Linked DNA regions of Athene noctua: all the other regions are linked to region 2. The links are chromatin contacts, called in public Hi-C maps. All regions are on one chromosome and are shown on one strand. Each heading gives the region's core, a stretch centred on a gene start, on an enhancer-like site or on the middle of the called end of the contact. The rest is flanking DNA. Distances are from core to core; before and after follow the strand shown.

Region 1 (4,088 bases), core at 397-2,896, 180 kb after region 2:
GAAGGGATGACGAAGTTTTTCAGCGTAATACGCTGTGGAGAGCGTCCTGCAAACGAGCAAAGTAAATTCCTGAGGCTCTCGGCAAGGACCCCAGCGCTCCTTGCGAAACTTCCCAGCTGGAACCTCACAGTCGAAAAGCCAGAAAACATCGTTTTTCCCTCCTCCAACAAACAGGGGCTGGGATTCCTTTCACGACAGTATTTGGATTTTAATGTCAGTCCATATTTAGCAAAAGGAAAAAAAGCCTCCCTTCCTTCCTGTCACATTTTCCACCCTTGATGACATCCAAGATCAGAAATAAGCGTTGGCCAAGGAGGGAGGATGCATCTACCCGAGCGTGGGAGAGCCCGGAGCGTGGCAGCCCGCTGGGGATGCGCGGAGACACCAGTGACGAGGGGACACAACCTTGGGGTCCCCTCCGAGGCTCCGCTTCGGAGCATCTCCCCGAGGGACACGGTGCGGGGCGGGAGGCAGGTTACGAGCCGACGAGGCTGGTATACCCCTCACAAAAAACCCCCTCGTGTCCCCGCTGAGGAGGCCGGGGGTGAGACCGAGCACGGTTGTTTGCCCACGGAGGGGCCGGTGTCCTGCGTATCGGTGTCCCCCGGCGATCCTGCGGCAGGGAGAGGCGAGCGCGGGGTCCACGCAGGACGTGTCCCGTCTGCTGGGTGTCAGAGGGTGCCCGGGTGGGAGCCCGGAGCCCCCGGGTGCGAGGAGAGAGGGAGGAGGCCGCTGCAGACCCACGTGCAGAAGTTCGCGTGTGCGATCCACGATTCGCTTTTTATTATTATTATAAAAGCATAATAAAACTCGCGGCGGGAGGGCAGGGGAGGGCGGGGAGCCGGGCAGGAGCTCACGGCAGCCCGAGCCGGGCCCCACGCAGAGGCCGCGGACACGCGTGGGTGCCGCCCGGAGAGGCCCCGCCTGGCGCCCCCCGCGTCGCCATAACAACCCCGGGCCCGGTTCGTTCCCCCCCGCCCCGGGTCGGTCACTCACCTGCGGCGCGGCGGGCGGCGCCGGGCCGGTCCCGCTCCTTCTCCCTCGCTGGCTCTCGCCGCCGCCCAAGGGCTCCGGTACGACGCCGCGGCGGCCGGCCGCGACCATGGACGCCGCGCCGGGGGAGGGCGCGGGGGTCGGGGCGGGGGGGAAGGGGGGTGGGGGGGAAAAGAAGGGGAGGGGAAAGGGGGGAGGGGGAAAGGCCCCGCCGCCCCTCAGCGCCCCGCCGCCGGGCTGCCGGCCCTCAGCGGCGCCCCCGCAGCCGCCCGCCCGCTCCTGCCGCCGCCGCCATGGTGCGGCTCCGTGCAGGGCGCGCTCCGCTGACAGGCCCGGGGCGGGGCGAGGGGCGGGGCGCCGCGGCCGCGGAGGGATCCCTCCGCCAGGTGCCCGCCGGCCGTCCCCGTTACGGTGCTGCCACCTGCCGGCGCGGGGGGGGGGAGCCGGCTCCCTCCGCCCGGTTCCCCCCGGCCCGCCGCCGCGGGGTGAGGGCCGCGATCAAGCCCCGCCGAGCCGGGCCGGCCCCCGGAGGAGGGACCGGGGGGGGGGGCGGTGGAGGGGGCGGGCACTTCCCCATCGACAACACCGTACCTCACAGCGCCTGTCTGTCACCGCGACGGGCGTGCGTGGCGGCCAATCGGAAGCGGCGAGGCGCGGGGTGGGCGGGCGCGGAGCGTTCCCGGGAGCGCGCGGCGGTGGCGGCGGGCGCAGGTAGGGGGGTGCGGCGGCGGACGGGCCGGGCCGGGTCCGCGGCGGGGCCCATCCCCGGGCTGAGCCCTGAGCGGGGGTTAGTCCGTTGGCACACGCAGAGTCTCCCCGGGAGCGGGCTAGGCCGTGCTGCGGGACAGGGGGCCCGGCCGGGCGAGCAGGCCTCCCCTCCCGGCCCGCCGTGCCCCCGGGAAAAGGGGATTTTATATTCCTTCCGTCGGCGAGAAGCCGCGTCGCCCTGGGCCTAAAGTAGGACACAGCCTTGGTCCCCCTTCGCCTGGCGTGACCCCGCACTTCGCCATGTTACGGAACCTGCAGAAAAACCCTGCAGGCGGGGTCAGCCCCGCAACAAAAAAAAAACCCAACAAACCAAAACCATAAAAAATCAGTAAATACGGCTGGGCATTGCAGGGGGAAATTGGATTTGTGAAAGCAGAGTCCAGAGCTGAACTTTAAACCTGGGTTATTTCACGTGGTTTCCACCCTGGATTTCCCCGTGCGTCGATCACCTCCACAGCAAGGCCGAGAGTCTGTGCTGGAGGGCCAGGCTCCTGTAGTAGAGCCCAAGGTCCTGTAGAAAAGCCCAAGCTCCTGTAGAAGAGCTCAAGGTCCTGTAGAAAAGCCCAAGCTCCTATAGTAGAGCCAAGCTCCTATAGAAGAGACAAGCTCCTGTAGAAAACCCCAAGCTTCTATAGCCAAGTTCCTAAAGAAAAGCCCAAGTTTCTATAGCCAACCTCCTATAGAAAAGCCAAGCTCCTACAGGAAAGGCCAAGCTCCTGTAGAAAAGCCGAGTGTCACCAGCAGCCCTCTGCTCACATTTTGTCTCTCTCTCTCTCGGCAGGTGCTGAGCCAAGATGGGTTTGGCCGAAGAGAAAGTGTATGAATACATTATGAAAAACCTAAAGAATTTCAAGAACATCCGTGTGTCGTCGCTGGCTGATTCCCTGACCTGCCTGACCGACGCCGACAGAGTAAATTCCCTGCTTTCCTGACTCCTACCAGGCTCCTTCCGCAATATATACAGCTCAGGCAACGTACAGCTGCCTTACCTCTAAGCCAGACCCTCTCTTAGATGCCTTGTGTGTTTTATTTAGGATGAACTTCACACCCGGGAGGAAACACGGGGGAGCCAGGCAACTGCCTATAGGTTTTACCAGCACCTGAAGTGCCGGCAGGGCTGGGTGCCGGATCTGATCAACGCGCTGCGCCAGAACAACGCCGGGCACCTGGCCGACGAGCTGCAGCACGTATATGACACCTTGCAAGCCCGTATGTAGCCTCCTTGTCCCCAGGTGGTGCTGCCATGGGGGTCCAGTGGTGACTGGGGACCCAGACAGTGTCTCTTGGTGACTGCTGCTCTCTCTGTCCCGGCTTCTGGGGGCCTGGGGGTGACTGATGGCCCCAGGGATGTCCCTCACCCTGGTGATGTGCCTGGGGGTGGGCAGGGTCCTTGTTTGAAGGTGCTTGGGTTGGTCCTGGGCTGGGTTTCACAGCTGGAGGGGAGACGGGAAGATCCCTTCCCTGGAGGGATGCGGTGCTGGCCAGAGGGGCCTGGACAGGCTGGGGAGGTGGGACATGCAAACCTTGTGGAGTTCAGCGAGGCCAAGGGCAAGGTCCTGTACATGGGTTGGGGCAATCCCAAGCACAAATCCAGGCTGGGCGAGGAGTGGATTGAGAGCAGCCCCAAGGAGAAGGATGTGGGGGAATTAGTGGATGGAAAACTGTGAGCCAGCAACGTGTGCTCTCAGCCCAGAAAGCCAACGGTGTGCTGGCTGCACCCCGAGCAGTGTGGGCACAGGGCAAGGGGGGGATTCTCCCCCTCTGCTCCACTCTGGGAGACCCCCCTGCAGGGCTGGGTCCAGCTCTGGGGCACCAACAGCAGAAGGACACGGACCTGCTGGAGCGGGGCCAGAGGAGGCCACGGAGATGCTGGGGGGGCTGGAGCCCCCCTGTGAGGACAGGCTGGGAGAGTTGGGGGGTTCAGCTGGAGGAGAGAAGGCTCCGGGGAGACCTTAGAGCAGCCCCCCAGGGCTGAAAGGGGCTGCGGGAAAGGGGGGGGGACTCGTCATCAGGGGGAGGGATAGGACGAGGGGGAACGGGGTTAAACTGACAGAGGGGAGATTTAGATCAGATCTGAGGCAGAAATTGTTCCCTGTGAGGGGGGTGAGGCCCTGGCACAGGCTGCCCAGAGAAGCTGTGGCTGCCCCCTCCCTGGAAGGGTTCAAGGCCAGGTTGGACGGGGCTTGGGGCAACCTGGGCTGGTGGAAGGTGGCCCTGCCCGGGGCAGGGGGGTGGGACTGGGTGATCTTTAAGGTCCCTTCTCAACCTAAACCATTCCATGATTCTATGAAGGGGTGCTGGGGGCTTGGCCAACGTGGCGACAGAGC
Region 2 (3,698 bases), core at 564-3,063:
CCCACAGTCAGCAGCTACCCCTTGCAAGTGACACCCACCCCAGCACTCCCAGCAGGGAGACAGCACCAGTTCACCCACTCAGGCTGCTGCTGTCTGCTAGCTGATGCCTGCAAGCAGTTGGTGCTAATTGTTGTAATTGGGGCAAGAATGTGCTCGAGGACATAATTCACATAATCACAAAATCAGCTAGGTTGGAAAAGACCTTGAAGATCGTCCAGTCCAACTGTTAACCTAGCACTGACCGTTCCCAACTCCCCCAGATCCCTCAGCGCTGGCTCAGCCCGACTCTTCAACCCCTCCAGGGATCCCGGGGACTCCCCCCTGCCCTGGGCAGCCCATTCCAACGCCCAACAGCCCCTTCTGCACAGAAATCCTTCCTCAGAGCCAGCCTGACCCTGCCCTGGGCAGCTTGAGGCCATTCCCTCGGGGCCTGGCGCTGGCTCCTTGGCTCCAGAGACTCATCCCCCCTCTCTGCCCCCTCCTGGCAGGGAGTTGCAGAGGGCCAGGAGGTCTCCCCTCAGCCTCCTCTTCTCCAGACTGAACCCCCCCAGTTCCCCCAGCCGCTCCCCAGCAGACCTGTGCTCCAGACCCTGCCCCAGCTCCGTTGCCCTTCTCTGGCCACGCTCGAGTCATTCAATGGCCTTTTTGGGGTGAGGGGCCCAAAACTGAACCCACTCACCGAGGGGCGGCCTCCCCAGTGCCGAGCCCAGGGCTCAGATCCCTTCCCTGTCCCTGCTGGCCACGCCAGTGCTGACACAAGCCAGGATGCCATTGCCCTCCTTGGCCCCCTGGGCACACTGCTGGCTCACTATCAATCCCCCCAGGTCCCTCTCTGACTGGCAGCTCTCCAGCCACTCCTCCCCAGGCCTGTAACCCTGCTGGGGGTTGTTGTGGCCCAAGGGCAGCCCCTGGCATTTGCCCTTAGCGAAATTTTTGCAACTCTGATGGGTACAGCCCAGGGAGGGCAGAGAAACCAACAGACACCTGTGGGAGTCAAAGACAAGAAAACTAAGAAACTTTACAGACAGCAATAAGCCAAGGCGAGGCCTTATATGAAAAATGACTCAGAGTTCGCAGACAGTAAGACGCCTCTTCACCAGCCTCTAAGGACCACCACAGACTGCCTGAAACCCCCATGGAAGCCCCTCGGAAACCTGTTCTCAAATTTTAGTACACTCGTGCAATGTATTGATATCCCATGAAATATAGATATATTATGCAATATATCTATACATTAGATCCTCTGGAAATAGGTGTGGAAATTACATGAATATTCTTTTTTTTTTTTTTTAAATTGTATATAATAAGTGCATTTGTCTTTTGACATGCCCGTTAGGTGGAGTGATCCCCCGTGCATCCAGCGCTGCAATAAAGCACGCCCGCCTTCTAAAACTTCAAATTAAGTCTTTGGGGTTCTTTTGAGAATGAATTTACTGCAGCAAGCGGCACCGGGGGACCGGCCCCTGCAGACCGCGGCCCAGATCCCCGGCGCTGCCGTGAGCCTCATGGCCCTCCCCAGGCCACCCCGCCGGGGCTCGCAGCCACCGCGGCTCGGGGCGGTTCCCGGAGGGGCGGTGTCGAGCAGCCGAAGAACCCCCAAAGCCACCATCCTCCATGGCCGCGCACCGACATGGCGGCCCCGCTCTGGGCAGCCACGTGACGCCTCCCCCGGTATCACATGACCCCCGCTCCCGCATCACGTGGGGCCGCTGCGCGCCGCGCGCCGCTGGCGCCACCTGCCGGCCGGCCGCTCCGCTGCCGCGCGTGGCCCCGCTGGGTTGCCGTACGGCCGGAAGTGCGTCACCGTCAGGTGGGCGGAAGTCGGCGGGAGGCGACGGGGGCGGCCGGGCGGAGGGGCTGGCGGGCGGCAGGGCCAGAGCCGGCGGCGGGCGCCTAGCCCCGGTGAGTGCGAGCGGGCAGCGCGGGCCGCCACGTCCCTTTCCCTCTCCTCTGCCCCTTCCCCGCGGCCTCCCCTCGGCAGCGCCGCCCCCTCAGCGGGGCAGCGGCGGGGGCAGCGCAGGCGCATGCGCGGAGCCCCCCCCCCGCCCGTCGCCTTGCCCAGCGGCGGGGGCTTCGCTGCCCCGTGTGCGGGTATGTGTAGGTACCGCAGATGTGTAGGCACAGCCCAGGGGGGAAGGAGCGGGGCTCGGCCTTCTAGCTGTGCCCGCCGGGGGCCGGGCCAGGCAGCCGCGCCGCCACCGCTGGTGGTGTTGGCGGCCGAGCCCTTCGTCGTGCCTGCTGCCTTCTGGTGCCGGCGGGGGCTTGAAAGGGAGGGAAAAAAGCACAAACAAAGGAAAAAGTGACGGTTTTGCACTCTGACGTCATAATCCGTTGGGGGGGGGAAAAAACCCTCCTTTTTTTGTTATTTTTCTCTTCAGCCCAGGCACAGGTGCTGATTGTAGGCTCTTGGCCAAAACGAGCTGGTTTACCCCCCACCTTGATCGGATCTGAAGTGCCTCACACGTACCGAGGAGACGTCTTCTGCCCTTTTATTGTCCGTGGTGCTGGGTAGGGGGAAGCACAGGACGGGGCGGTGTGCTGCAGAACTGGGCGGTCTCCTAGCGTGGATCCTGTGAGGGTTTCCCAGTGCTGCTGAAAGTCCCTTTGAGTGTTTCAGAGGGACCAAAAGCAGGGACAGCGTTTCAGGGTGCACCCGTATCCCTTTTCACAGAGCTAATACTCTGAAGCGGGTGGCATCCCTCCAGGAATGTTGTTTTCCCTGGTGTTCAGCTAACGCTCAGCTGTGCAGTTGCGCTCTTGGCCAAGAGCTCAGCTCTAAGTGTGACACACAGACACATACACAAAGATGTTTCCATCCCAGAGGGCCTCTGTAAAGTGCATTTGCAGCTTGCAGGGCCCAGCTCCAAAACTCGCTTTCTGGCTGGCTTTTTGGAGTCCCTGGAAGTGAAATTTCTAGAGAGACTTGCCCAGAGGTGGGAAGGAGTTTGGCTGGGTACGAGCAAGAAGTGCAGTGGGAGGAGGAAGGCAGGCTGATTACTCAGGGTAACGGGAAGAGGGGGAAATCAAGGAGAGGAGTTAGAAGAGAAATGTTGGAAGAAACTTCAAAGATCACAAAGATTTAGGCTGGGGGTGTGTGAAAGTCTTGGGCGAAAGGCCACTTGGAGCCAGCCTGGTTTTTTCAGAGGTGCTTGAAGTATCTCGACCCATGCAGACCTTGCTCCCTTGCACGTGGTCTCTTTTTTTGATGGGTTTAGAGCAAGAGAGAAGTGTTCTCTTTATTGAATAGCTTCCCAAATGTGTCACAGCTTAACGCTAAACTACACGGATGGTATTCTTAGCAGCCTGCGACACTCGACTTCAGAGGTTTTGGTGTGCAAACGCTGCGACTTTGATTCCCTGTCTTTCAAGTGGGGCTGTTGTTGCCGAGAGGGGTGTTTCTGGTAACAGTGCTGCGTTTTGTAGGTATTCTCACCTTTCAAGAGCAAATAGAAGTGGTTTTAAATAAATGGCTGTCTCTCAGTAGTGCTTTCGTGTTTCTCAACAATAGAGAAATAGAAGACATGCAGAATAGAGTCAGACAAAAAAGTCTCTCGGAAAGCCTAGGCTGGATAAGCCTCCTCTTGTCCAAGATCATCTTTGCAGCTTGAACCAACCCCTGTAATTGTTCTCCAGGACAAGCTCTGTGAGGTACTAGAAGTGGAGACGATGTCAGAGGGGATGGGGTCTCCTCCCCCCAG
Region 3 (4,192 bases), core at 662-3,161, 140 kb before region 2:
GTAATATCTCTTAGGAATGTCTTAGGCATGTTCTCTAATTAGAATGGACATTAAGAAAGTGAAATATCCTACAGATAAAATAACTAAATCTTTGGTTTAAACTCTCATTAAAGAGTCACCACTTTTCAAATTTGCAGGCAAAGACATGAAAGAAAAACCCATGCATTTTTCATTCAGTTTTTATTTTTACAAGCAACCCTGAACCACTAGATGTGATATAAAATAACCATTTCTGAAGCGCACCCTCAAGCTAATCACCAGGAAAGCTTCAGTTCATAATTTATCTAACTGTGGATAGGTGCAATTTCCCTTACACCTCAAAAGTTACTAGAGGACATGTCCCTTCTGATCACCCAGTGACTGTCAGACTAACCTGGTAAGACAGAAACAGACCACAGACAATACAGTTTGAGCAGAGCACGAACAAAGGGGCATCGCCACTGATTTCCAAAATGAGATTTGAAAGATGATTATTAAACTAAAACTTTGTAATAAGACATCCAGTCTGTAGTTCACTTCCTTTTTGAGAACTTTCCACTCTGTCGCTGGTTCTACATTGTTAAGACTTAACAAATTTCTTAGTAGAAGTTGTTTTTTTCTGTGGCAGACTGATCTGAATTTGTCTTGAGCTCATGACGGTATATGCACAGGCAGCTGTGCAGTCCACAGTAATGACTGATTAGCTGAAACAGTTCCTTTGATCACATCTAGATCTCCAGTAGTCCTTAACTTCCATTTCAATTTATGAAAACATTTCCCCTAACAACAAGCAGTGGTTTTAAAAGATCACACTAAAGGGATCTCTGAAGCAAGAAAGGGCTAGATCAGTCAGAACTTCACAACCACAATGAAGTCAAAACATGTAAAAAATAAAATATTTTCGTCCTCGCTCACAGAAGGACTAGGGCAGAGCCTGACAAATGGTTTCAGATCTAACAGTGGGCCACCATCCAAAGGGGAGGGAAGTTTGTCCTCCACCCCCAGCCACAAGTTCCTGCAGCATCTTTTTGTGCTGATATATGTTATGATCTGGCTCATAACCAAATGCAGAAAAAAAAAAAAAAGAAGAAAAAAATTAAATAGTTTCCTGCTGTGGCCCATTACACAGTCATGGAGTATTGCTACCAGTAAAAGGGAATCAACAGGAGTCCGATCCTCCATTTGGCTGGACCCCAGCATGAGTTCAGCCTAACGCAACGAGCAACCTGCAGCCAAAGCTCATCCACCTCGTACCGGCTCTGCACAGATCAGCGCAAACCTGATTCTTTAAACAAATCTGCTTCCTCTGAGCAGCTTCGTTTCCTACATTTTTACCGAATTAAGCCAGCGTACTACGCGTGCAGCTAGTTTTGGGCCAGTGCAGAGTCAGCCTCTCCGATTTTGTCAGGGGCAAACTTGCTGTGGCTCAGGACGCCGTTGTTCAGCTGCCCGAGCCAGGCAGCTTCGGCGCGACTGCATGCCCACACACCGCTGACTTCAAGGCAGAACTCAGGAACTACTCATAGGTGTAACTCCACCTTCCCGGCCAGGGCCGCCCTGGCAGCGGGCGCGCACAGCGCGGCCCGCCCGAGTGCTGAGGGAAACGCCTCACCGGCCGCCCCCAGCAGCCGCGCCCCACGGCCAGACCCACCGGCGCTGCGCTGACGGGCGGTTTTGCTTCACAGTTTTTAATTCCTCGTTTAATTTCCCTTCCGGGCGCACACGGGCCGGGCCGGGCCCTGCACCTCCCCGCCCGCCTCCTGGGCCGGCGCTCCCTCAGGGCCCCCTCCGCCCCCCGGGCTGCCCTCCGCCACGCCGGCCCGGCCGCCCCGCTCCCGCCTCAGCGCCGCCCCGCTGCAGGCAGCATATGGACAGCCCGCGCTCGGGGTCCTTGCGGCGGCGAGGGGCGGGGCGCGGCAAGCACCGCCCCTGCTGCGGCCGGGGGGCGGGGCCGAGCCGGCGCTGCGGGAGGGGCGGAGGATGGACGCGGTGCTGCTCGCCGCCGCCGCCGCGCTCCTCGCCGTCCTCCTCTTCTTCGCCACCCGCCTCCGTGGCCAGGCGAGGGCAGGTGGGTCACGGCCCCGCTGGGCCTTCTTCCCGGGCCCGCCCCTGCTCTCAATGGAAACCGCGGGGTGGGGGGGGCTCGCCTCAGGCCTTCCCCTGAGGGGGAGCCGCCATGGTGGGGGGGGCCCGGTGGTTCCGTCAGGATCCCTGGCGCCCCGCCCTTCCCTCCACCCGTCGGGGTCGTCCTTCAGGCCCCGGGGTGGGAGCCCCGGGTGGTGGCGGAGAGTGCTGCTGCTGGCCGGGGCCCGGGCACGGTTCCCGGCCTGAGGCGGCCCCAGGGTGAGGGGCAGCGGGTTTGCTGTGGGGTTGAAAGGTTGGCGAGGTTCCCGCTCCCGGGCTGGGCGGGCGCAGGGAGGGTGGCCCTGAGGGCTTTTCCTGCAAACGGGGAGTGAAATCCACCGGGTGAGGTGACAGCCCAGCCCGGCTGACAGGCGGGTCTTCACCTCTCCTCCTCCCCGGCAGGCCTTGGGCAACGGCCGGTTAACGTTCGTGTCAGACATCAGAGCTGAAAGGCAGGCCGGCCTGTCACCTGCCTCTGACAGCTTGCTTTGCCTACATTTCACAGAAATCGCCCACTTCTGCTGGTTTTCCACCTCGCCCGACGCTGCGAGGGCTTGCTAGCCACGCCAGGTTTTGGTGCGGCGTTGCGTAGTCCCATTCTGGGAACGGGTAGATGATACAGCACTTCAGTTCTCCCTCAAACGGCGAGTGTTTTATTGCTGGCCAGCAGTTAGAATCACATCGCCATTTAGGTTAGAAAACATCTTTAAGATCTTCGAGTCCAGCTGTAAACCTAACACTGTCCAGTCCACTGTGGCAGTGGGAAACTGGTGGAAGCGACCTTGTGTGGGTACGAGTTGAATTTTACGGGAAGAAGTCAGATGCAGCTCTGAACTTATCAACCTTGTTGTGTTTTCAGAATGAAAGAAGGGAGTTTGTTTTTCTGTGATGTCTCAAATTCAGATATTTATCCAGGACAAATACTGAAGCTGAGTGGCTGAGAGAGTTGGGGGGTTCAGCTGGAGAAGAGAAGGCTCCGGGGAGACCTTAGAGCGGCCCCCCAGGGCTGAAAGGGGCTGCGGGAAAGGGGGGAGGGACTCGTCATCAGGGGGTGTAGGGATAGGACGAGGGGGTAGTGGTTTTCAAATGAAAGAAGGTAGATTTACATTAGATGTAAGGCAGAAATTGTTCCTTGTGAGGGTGGTGAGGCCCTGGCACAGGCTGCCCAGAGAAGCTGTGGCTGCCCCCTCCCTGGAAGGGTTCAAGGCCAGGTTGGACGGGGCTTTGGGCAACCTGGGCTGGTGGAAGGTGGCCCTGCCTGGGGCAGGGGGATCAGAAATAGATGATCTTTGAGTTCCCTTCCAACCTAAACCATTCTATGATTCTTTGTCATTATAACAACACTAGTTTCCAGGATTTGGAGTCTGTCGGGGTTTTGTTTGGGGTTTTTTTGAGGAGGTGGTAACTTTCATAAATTTTTAAGAAAAAAAGAAAACACGTCTGGTATAAACACAGTCATGCCAGTAGAAAAGTGTATACTGGTAAGGACATTGTGTTAAAAGCAGGTTTTGCTGATAATTAAGTTTTCCAACACATTTCTCTTGCACCTTCTCTTGTATAGACCTGGTCTAAATTTTTCTCAACAGCTTGGAAACTGATGAGATTTTGTCAGATTCCCGGTTAGTCAAAGCTTTTGGTAAAAAGTGAGTGCATGTCCCAGAGAAATGAGACTGCTGAAAATACGTAATTTTCTGAACTTGACTTGTATAGTGACTTGCGTAAATCAGGGTCTGCAGGGCTTGGGAGGGTTTCTTTTTCTTTTCTTTTTTAGATGTACAAAGTTCTAACTAACTTGAAACCCGAACATTTGTTTTAAATGGTCTGAATTCTCAAGAAGCTTTAATACTGGTTTTGAACGGCTTGGTTAAAGTTAGTTTACATTCAGGATAATTTCATCATTTTGAAGCCTCTTTTTCAGCGGCATCTTTTTACTCTTCCGCATTGGTCTTCCTTTTTTTTTTTTTTGTTATGGTTTTAAGATAATTTCTACCTTAATATACTGATTTCTGTCATTATAAAGTCCTTTACAAAATTTCAGATTGTGGTGATGACGTTCTCCTTACGCAAGAGGAGTTATTAAATATGCTAC

What was found. A called contact is a pair of places that touch in the nucleus more often than the background predicts.
Region 1: a Hi-C map of heart shows a contact between it and region 2, with 4 times the contacts expected there. The contact joins the promoter of MAVS here to the promoter of FASTKD5 in region 2. A contact is called at or near these places in 2 of 2 Hi-C or Micro-C datasets (heart and liver).
Region 3: a Hi-C map of liver shows a contact between it and region 2, with 6 times the contacts expected there. The contact joins the promoter of DDRGK1 here to the promoter of FASTKD5 in region 2. A contact is called at or near these places in 2 of 2 Hi-C or Micro-C datasets (heart and liver).

What each region holds. Positions count from the first base shown.
Region 1 is chr4:3,566,914-3,571,001 of bAthNoc1.hap1.1, forward strand. MAVS (mitochondrial antiviral signaling protein) reads left to right here and starts at 1,647. Exons shown (of 7, transcript XM_074904278.1): 1 at 1,647-1,704; 2 at 2,543-2,672; 3 at 2,796-2,970. The coding sequence starts at 2,556. It overlaps PTPRA (protein tyrosine phosphatase receptor type A), which reads right to left and starts at 1,337. Exons shown (of 25, transcript XM_074904276.1): 1 at 997-1,337.
Region 2 is chr4:3,391,080-3,394,777 of bAthNoc1.hap1.1, forward strand. It overlaps FASTKD5 (FAST kinase domains 5), which reads left to right and starts at 1,814. Exons shown (of 2, transcript XM_074904271.1): 1 at 1,814-1,902. It overlaps UBOX5 (U-box domain containing 5), which reads left to right and starts at 1,816. Exons shown (of 5, transcript XM_074904272.1): 1 at 1,816-1,902.
Region 3 is chr4:3,253,908-3,258,099 of bAthNoc1.hap1.1, forward strand. DDRGK1 (DDRGK domain containing 1) reads left to right here and starts at 1,912. Exons shown (of 9, transcript XM_074904266.1): 1 at 1,912-2,047. The coding sequence starts at 1,960.